Linked DNA regions of Macaca mulatta: region 1 is linked to region 2. The links are chromatin contacts, called in public Hi-C maps. All regions are on one chromosome and are shown on one strand. The core of a region is the stretch at or near the end of the contact, and the rest is flanking DNA. Distances in the headings are between cores, read along the strand shown. Region 1 holds the start of PIRT (phosphoinositide interacting regulator of transient receptor potential channels). Region 2 overlaps LOC144335337 (a long non-coding RNA gene).

What was found. Hi-C and Micro-C count contacts between places; a contact is called where the count stands out from the background.
Region 1: a contact with region 2 is called in a Hi-C map of fetal cortex germinal zone, with 2.2 times the contacts expected there. The contact joins the promoter of PIRT here to the enhancer-like site in region 2. A contact is called at or near these places in 7 of 14 Hi-C or Micro-C datasets (CD4 T cells, blood, cortical neurons and 4 more).

Annotation. Positions count from the first base shown.
Region 1 is chr16:12,341,077-12,345,404 of T2T-MMU8v2.0, forward strand. PIRT (phosphoinositide interacting regulator of transient receptor potential channels) reads right to left here and starts at 3,012. Exons shown (of 2, transcript XM_077970378.1): 1 at 2,870-3,012. All of the region lies in intron 3 of LOC144335337 (a long non-coding RNA gene), which reads left to right.
Region 2 is chr16:12,278,698-12,283,152 of T2T-MMU8v2.0, forward strand. All of the region lies in intron 2 of LOC144335337 (a long non-coding RNA gene), which reads left to right. Among named protein-coding and RNA genes, the nearest start is that of TMEM220, 41 kb to the left of the region's middle. Within about 2 kb of position 3,069, at least 9 of the 40 cell types and tissues checked have an H3K27ac peak or open chromatin away from gene starts, as enhancers often do. A contact at or near this core is called in cortical neurons and fetal cortex germinal zone, where this site is marked.

The DNA of each region.
Region 1 (4,328 bases), core at 1,762-4,261, 62 kb after region 2:
CTCCTCCCTGCCTCCCTTCTTTGGCCTGAGTGACCACTCACTTCGCCAAGGCAGGCTTCCTTCTGCTGGCTGAAGTTCCTACAAAAATCTCCAATGTACCTCAGCTGCTTCTCCAAGGCCAAAGAAGCCATGTGGCTGGGGAAGGCAGGTGCTTTTTCTACAATAATAATAACGACCATTTATCAAATGCTTAGTGTGTGGCGGGAACCACGCTAAATGCTTTGTCTGCATTGCCTCATTTCATCCTCCCACCCAGTCACTCCTCTGCGGAAGCTATATTCTTGCCCCACTTTGCAGGTGAGGAAACTGAGGATCAGAGAGGTATAAGTGACTTGCTCAAGATGACTCACAGGTGAGGAGAGCATCTGGATTGGAATGTGAGTTTTGCAGCCTGCCTGGCTCCAGACTCTGTGTTCAAGTCTATCCCACCCCTCTTTGGGGCAGTTTTAATGTTTCTTTTCAAAATTATGGGAAAAGCAAGTGGGGAGGACACCCGAGGTGGGACATAGTGAATGGAACTGCAGCCTTGGCTGAGGAGATAGGCCCAGGAATGTTGGGTGGAGCTGCCAAGGATGCCAGGGTCCCCGAGCTGGGGCCAGCAAGCAGCAAGAGGCCAGCAAGGGGCCTGTGGCACAGCGGCCTCAAAGTCACCACTGTCACCATGCCACAAATCCAGCATAAGATGCCTGGCGTATGCCACTTTCTTTGCCTGGGGAGTCTCTTTTAATCCTCCACTTTGAGAGGGTAATACTATTATCATTCCCATTTTGCAGCTAGGAACACAGGCTCAGAGCTGCCGGCCTCCAAATCCTGCTTTTATTTTATTTTATTATTTAATTTAATTTAATTTTATGATGGAGTTTTCCTCTTTTGCCCAGGCTAGAGTGAACTGGTATGATCTTAGCTCACTGCAACCTCCACCTCCCAGGTTCAAGCGATTCTCCTGCCTCAGCCTCTCAAGTAGCTGAGATTACAGGTGCTGCCACCACGCCTGGCTAATTTTTGTATTTTTAGTAGAGACGGGGTTTTGCCACGTTGGCCAGGCTGGCCTTGAACTCCTGACCTCAGGTGATCCACTTCCCTCAGCCTCCCAAAGTGTTAGGATTACCGGCGTGAGCTACTGTGCCCGACCAGCCCTGCTCTTTTATTTATGCTTTCTCAAGGAAAGGGCCCTGCCTTTTTTTCTTCTTGTTTTCTTCACTTGCATTCCACCACCCCGTACCTGTACATCTCCACCTCCGAACTCACTCCCCAGCCTTTCCCTGGTGCTGTCCTCCTTTGAACGTGCTGAAATACGGTTGGTATTAATAGGGTTGTCAGATTTAGAGAATAAAACTACAAGGTGTCCAGTTACATTTCAGCCTCAGATCAACAATGGATACCTTTTTCGTATAAGAATGTTTCGATATTGCATGGGAGCAATGCATGCAAAAAACTTATTCATCATCAAATTCAAATTGAATTGGGTATCTGGCAATACATCTGGTGACCTTAATATTGTAAGAGGTTCCGCTGTGCTGCTGTGCGTGGACCTGGAGTTATCTGGTCCTTCCCGAGTTTCTGCCCCTCAGGTCCCTCCATCTACAGAGCTCCGATAGCACCTGGGCTATTCTAGGAGTTGCAAGAGCTGAAAGCAGAGGAGAGAGGCACACATTACCTCACTGCTGGGAGGCTGGGCCCAGTAAGGGGAGTCTGGGGGAGAAGCGGGGAAGGCAGGATGGAAGTGGTGGGAGTAACACCATGTATTATTCCTGTGGAAGACCCAGAGTGGTGAGAAGTGGAGGGTCCTCCTGTTTCCCTCATGGAGTCCCCATTAATGCCCCACCCATCTCCAGCTTGCCAGTGGTCGTCCTCAGAGTCCCTTGTCTTCTCTGGCGGTGCTGTCTTCCCCTCACCAGGACATTCTGTTGGTGACTGTCCACCCCTCTGAGAAGGTGAGTGGGAGCCAAGTGTCTGGGCTGATAAAGTAGAAGCTAGAGAGTTTCTGAGTAAGCTGCTGCTGTCACCATGGCCATGGCCACCCATCTGTCAGCTGCTCATAGCGCTTCTAGGAAGGGAAGTTTCCCAAAGGTCACAGTCAACCTGGAGGGTGCCACTCACCTCCCTCGTCGGGCCACCCAGCTGGTGCCCAGACCCTGGCCAGTGACAGGGTAGAAAAATAACTTGGGCGATCATGTGTGTGATCACGTCTGGCTTTACCCGGATATAGGGTCCCCACGGCACACAGTTGCCTGACTGAGCCACGTCTTTGTCTGTGTTTGCATGTGCCTGCCTTGTTCCCCCTTTCTGAGATAAAACTCCCGAGGCAGCCAGCGCACCCTACCTTGTTTTTCTGGCACCTGCCCCAGGCACCTGCCACAGCTGTAGGAGGAAGACATTGGCAGCTGCTGAGGTCTGATACGGGGTGCCCAGGAGGATGGCCTGGGTCGGAGATTCCGCCCATGTCCTCTGGGGTCTGGGGGTGGCCTTGCATTTTATGGTCTGGCTTTTTTTGCTCCTTCTCCCACCTAGATTTGGTAGGATAGTCCCTGCCCAGCCCTTCCCATAATGGCTGCTAACGGTGAAGGCTGGATGCTATACACGCAGGACTGAAGCAGCCCTCTGCCCACAAATTCCCTTCTTCCCAGTACACAGCAAGGGGCGGCCCCCTTCCTCCAGCCACCCCTGTCTGCCAAGACCCTCAGCAGGCAGTGCCTCCAGGCTGGCTTCACCCCCTCCCGGGGCATAGCCCCCTCTCCTCTGCTTGTTGTTCCTACTTGCCTTCCAACCCCAGTTCAATGACAACACGCTCCAAAACAAAGTTAAAACCAGCTCTTTCCTCCAGTGAGGTGGAAGGAAGGGCAGAGGGAAACGTTCCCTCCTTACTTACTGTCCTCGACGTCCCAGGGGAGGATGGGGGACCTGGGAATCACTCGGTGCTCATGCAAGGAGGAAGCCGGCAATGACTTTCTGCTCAAGTCCATGCCAGCCGGAGAAAGCCACCCTGACCACATCCAGAAGTCGGTGTGCTGTGAATCCCAGCAACTGAGCAGGCTCCAGCAGGGATGGATGAGCTCACCAGGCGATGGCCTAATGGGTTAACTCTTTGTGAGCTGTTGGCACGGGTCCTCGGAATGTGGCTTTCTCAGCTGCGCTCAGCCACGATGAGATGAATCTTGTGAAAAATTCATGATGCTTCTCTGCAGTCTGTCTTCAAGTTTCATGGAGGCGTGCGTTCCGTTGATGCCAGGGCAGGGCAGCTTCTCCTGACCCAGGCTCAGAAATCAGAGGACCTGGAGTTTCTGGGTTGGTGGAGGTGTGTGGCGGTGCCACGGTGGTGGGGATGGGTTGCCAAAGACTGGATCAGACCCTCTGGCTGACTCACGCTACACTGGGTCTGTTCAGTGCAGGCCTTAGTAATTCGATCTGGGAACTCTCTGTGTTCTTGATATTGGAGGGGGCACATACAGACTTAGAAAACACCCTTGGTTGCAAGATGGCAGGGACACTCCTTGGAACTTTCCAATGCCTATGGGTGGGCACTCTATGTTACAAAATGCCAGGAGTCCACAACAGGACTTACCCCCATCCCGGTCCCGACATCTCAAACAGAGGCAAAAGAGCTTGTTCCCCATCACTCCTCCAATCATTCCTCACGATGCCCTGTTGCTTTTCATGCGATGCCTGCTGCCACCGTGATGCGAAGAGAATGATGAATATCAGTGCAAGGAGGGTGAAAAGGTTTGCACCTCTATAAACCTTTACCGGTCTGTGCTTGGAGAAGCTGGGTGTGAGATGTTGAGTAGCCAGTTCTCAAGATGCTGATGCATACACTGAGGTCAGCAAAATTGCCTACAATTCTGGAAGGCACGCTGGCTCCTGCCCTGGTCCACACTAACCTGAGAATGTGGGCAGCTGCTGCTCCTCAGGATGACTGGTGGGTGGGCATCCTTGCTACTGGGAACAGTACACTGAGGGGCGTCCTCTGTGGTCTGTTGGGAGGGCTTTCCTAGGAGCCGTCCAAGGAAGCTGCTGTCAAGGCAGGTATGAGAATCTCCCATATTTGACATCTTGAGTTCCTCACGTGTGCAATGAGCAGGAGATTCTGAGCCTGGAAGGCTCTGCAGAGGTTGCTATGTGATTCACGCCTAGAGAAGCAGACAGCCAGGAGGATGAGCCTGTCCCCCGAGCTGCTGTGAGAGATCAGGTTGAGTACTCCCTCTGTCCTCTGCGAAGATGAGCATCTCTGCTCAGGGCAGTGAGCAGTGAGAGGCCTGCCTTGAGTGTCCAGGGGAACTTGACGTTGAAGGTTTTTGAGGATGTGAGTTGCTTTGCCTTAGGTGCCTCTG
Region 2 (4,455 bases), core at 1,819-4,318:
AGGAGAACCAGGCCCTGAATCCATCTTTCAATTCTGGTTGAGGAAGATGGATGGGGAGGGATTTTCTGAGCCTGGATTCTTTCTTCAACCCTTGGTCACTCAGAGCTGGGGTATGGGTGAGGCCCTCTAAGAGAGTGATGTGGGGTGAAGCCCTCCCTGGCCTTCTGACTCAACCTCCCAGCAGGTGGAACCCAACCTTGGTTGTTCCAGCTGGGACAGCAAAGGCCCCTCGCCCCTCTACTCCCCACACGCTTCCTTGCTTTCCAACATCCAAGAGGAGCTGATCCATCAGAAAAGGGATCAGGGGCCCGGGGGCTGCAGCCAGCTCTGGAGGTGGCTGGGACCCTCCTGGGCAGTGCTGAGGGCTTCGCAGGAAGGAGATGGCTGGAGCCTGCTCAGGCTTTCTGCAGTCTCTGGGTGATCAGAGAGGACACAGAGGGAGGGAGAGTGGGAAGCAGGAGAGAAAAGCGGGCACCACTGGCTGTCTCCCCTTTGCCTTCCTCTCAGACATGGACCTCTGCAGAGTTTTTTTCCACCCTTTGTTTTTCTCTCCTTCTCATTTCTCCCTTTGTCTCTGCTTGTCTCCCCCGAGTGGCTCCATCTCACTCAAAGTAAAAGCCAAAGGGCTTACAAAGCTGAAAAAGCTTGACTGGTCTGCTTCCTCTCCGTCTTCTCTCTGACTTCATCTTCTTACTGTTTCTTGAACACTGCAGGCCAGCTGCCACCGCAGGATCTTTGCCTCTCCTGTCCCCATTCTTTGCCCAGATGTTGGCATACCGCCTCCTAACCACCTTTACTTAGACAACACCTCCTCTGACACTCGGCCTTAAACTCCAACTCTTCATCTTGCTTTTTCTTGCTTTTTTTCTTAGCATTAATCACTAGCTGGTGTGTGTGTGTGTGTTTGTGTGTGTGTGTGTACTGTTATTTATCTTATTTTCTGTCTTTCCATTCAACCAGAATGGAACTCCCATAATTGTGTCTGTTTGGTCTGCTACTATGCACCCAGAGCTTGGCACATAGTGAGTGCTTGATGAATATTTATTGAATGGATGCATGGACGCCCGACATTCATGCCCAGGGGACCTGCAGCCTTGATGCTGGTGCCATCCTAGGCCCGAGTATGGAGGTAAGCCTGAATATGGACATACGGCTACCTTCCTTAACCCCAGCATCGCTGGCTTCAATGCAGGTATAGCCAGAGCCTGCTCCAGCTTGGCCAGGGGTCTGGCCAGACAGGTCTGGGGAGGAAGGCAGATGTCTGACTGTAGGCTTGAATTTAACCCAGACTTCGCTAAATACAGAAAACGTTGTGTGACTTGCACAGGTGAAACTTGGAGGTCTGTAAATCCAGTTGCTCTGGTTTTCTATGTGGACAACTCAGGGGGAGCATTTTCCTGGGCAGCATGTGCTGGTTGACCTGAAATTATTCTGGGTGTTTCATTCCTCTGATCAGATGTGGCAGGGAATAGACTGAGGTTTGGGAGATTTTCCTGAATTCTGATATCTGACAAATGTGATGAATAGTGTTCAACAAACACGAAGGAGATCCTTTATCGTGGAGTGGGAGAGTAGGAACCTGGGGCACTCCCATTTAGGTTTGGGTGTGGATTATAGGAGGGAGGGTAGTCCTAGTCCAGGAAAGCAGGCTGTGTCCCTAGTGTATTATGAAGTTGTCAGCTGTGTGTATCTATGGCTGTGTATATTTCTGTGTGTGTCTCTGTGTATTTGTGTGTTTGTACGTCCGTGTGTGTGTCTTTGTGTGCATATCTTCATGTCTCCGTGTGTTGAAGAAATGGGGATCTGAGGGGCAGTTCTGGGTTCTTTGTCCATGGCGTTCGAGACGATCTCTGGTGTGCATGGTGTTTTAGTGGCAATATAGCTTTCTGAGATGTCAGCATAATTGCTTTCTGTTCTTCTGTTTTATTTCTCTAATAGTGGTTTTCAACGCTAGCTGCACATCAGCCCCATCTGGAGAGTTTTATAAAATACTGGTGTGTAGGTATCACAGCACACCAGTTAAATCAGTCTCTGGATGTGGGACCAGGGCGCTGGTGTGTTTCTGAAGCTTGACAGGTGCCTCTAATTGCAACCACTGTAAGGCGTGTTCTGAGACCCTTGAGTGAGGATTAGGGGGAACCACACTAAACTTGAGGGCTGGAGATTTTGGTACTGGCTCCATCATTAAGTTGCCTTTGACCTTGAACAGGTCAGTTTGTCTTTCTGGTCCCTCAATTTTTTTTTTCTTTGGTAAGATGCGGATAATTGCACCTTTCTGCCTGCCTCCTGGCCGTGGCTGTGAGGTTAAATGTGTGACAGGGCTTTGTGCATTCTGGAAGGATACAAGAATGCAAGAAAATATTATTAGCATTATTTGTGTTAGCCCTTTGTAGAGACCCCAAAAATGGGACCAGAGGTGGGTGTACAATTACAGTAAGATCCTAGTGAAAGAAAAGCCGAGGGGCACATCCTGCTACTCTGATTTAGTTTTCCCAAGACCAGCGGAAGACAGAAACGCCTATGCTTGTAATTCCAGAAGCTGACACTAGGTGGGGCCCGATTCACGGCATGGATGGCAAAGATCTCATTTGACGACAATTTCCTGTTCCCTTTGGTTAAAATAGTTTGGCGGGGCTCAGTGGCTCGTTCTTGTTTGTCCCCAGCTGTATACAAGGAGGATCTCTTGAGCCCTGGAGTTTGAAGCTGCAGTGAGCTATGATCATGCCACTGCATTCCAGCTTGGGCAGCAGAGTGAGACATGGTATTTAAACAAATAAAAGCAAAATAATTTACTAAAATAACCATTTAGATATTAAGGTGAGAGTGTAAATGCCCTTCTCACACTAGCTCTGTGCAGCCAGATGGTGGTTTTCATTCTGCCCAAGGTCCCTTCCTATGTTCCTTCTCTCTTGATTTTTCTGGCCTTTGTAGTAAAAATCCTTCTTGGGCATGAAGTTGGGCCTGCCCACACAGATTTCCGAGCAACATCAAAAAGCTTTGGTTGCTGGCTGTGAACCAGGGAGGAGGCCTATCTGGCTCCTCTGCAGACTTAATTAGCTCTTGAGCTGCTCTTTCTGTCAATCTGGCCTTCTCCGCTCCTCCCTCTTGCTTTTAAGGAGAGAATCTCATTTTCTGCTCCCAGGGGCTCATTCTTTGCAAGCCACTTTAGCTTTCTTTCCTCTCTGTGATCAGGAAAGCGGGATGTAGATGTCAAGGAGGGTAATTGTAAAAGCTGACTGACGCTTTTTCTTTGTGCAATTAGGGAAGCGTGACTTTGGCAACTAAGCCAAATCATTCATTCCCGTGCCTTTGAAACTCACCCTTGGGTACAAGTTATTTTGCATAAAATTCCTCAATATTTTCGTAGCACCAACCCAGGGACTGCTACCCAGTTTTATTCTAAGAGTCTAGGTCGTTTGTTTGCTTTTTTCTTCTCTTTTTCTAAATGTTTGGAAACACATCTGAAATACACAGTTGCCAATGTTATGGGTCAGTTGGTATAAATAAAAACAAACTTTTTGGAACAATGCACATGAAACGATGAACAATGAATGCCTCTGGGGATGAGACTGGATGTTTGAGCTGGTTGATATTCTCCCATAAAATCTTCTCAAAGCAGAGAGCTTGGGGCACCTTAGCTGACTCAATACCATCTTATCTTTACTCCCTCAGGCCTTAGAGAAAAGAATTAGAAGCAGGGGACTTCGCTCACCCTATGGTCATGCAAGCAGACCGGATCCCCAGCTATCGTTTCTTGTAACTTTATGGAAATATAGAGAGTGGGTTTTCCAGGTGACTTGTTCAGAAACCAAGGAAGGAGGCCCCTGGGCAAATTGCTGGATGCCAGATGCTGTCAAAGCGAAGTCCTCATGGGCCCCAGTGGGAGGAAGAGCTTGTGTAGTGACCCAGTGTAGACAGGACCCCATGAAGCTTCTGGACTCTAGAACAAGACCCTTGACTGCCATCTTTTGTCAGGTCCTCTTCGCCCTTTCCCTCTACCCTCACTTCTTCCCAGCTGCATACCCTTCCTCTTCTTGAGCAAATTCTGTGGGATCTTCACCCAGCTCCCTGTCAATCCATTCTCATAACACCTGCCTTTCTCTCTTTCCTTCTTTCTGGAGTCTCCTTTTCCATTTCTGAGAAATTCCTCCTTTCTGCAGAGGCAAGTCTTTCTACCTCTCTCTTTTTTTTTTTTTTTTTTTTTGAGACGGAGTCTTGCTCTGTCGCCCAGGCTGGAGTGCAGTGGCACAATATCGGCTCATGGCAACCTCCGCCTCCTGGATTCAAGTGATTCTCCTGCCTCAGCCTCCCGAGTAGCTGGGACTACAGGCACATACCATCATGCCCAACTAAGTTTTTTTTGTGTGTGTGTTTTTAGTAGAGACAGAGTTTCACCGTGTTAGCCAGGATGGTCTTGATCTCCTGACCTCGTGATCCACCAGCCTTGGCCTCCCA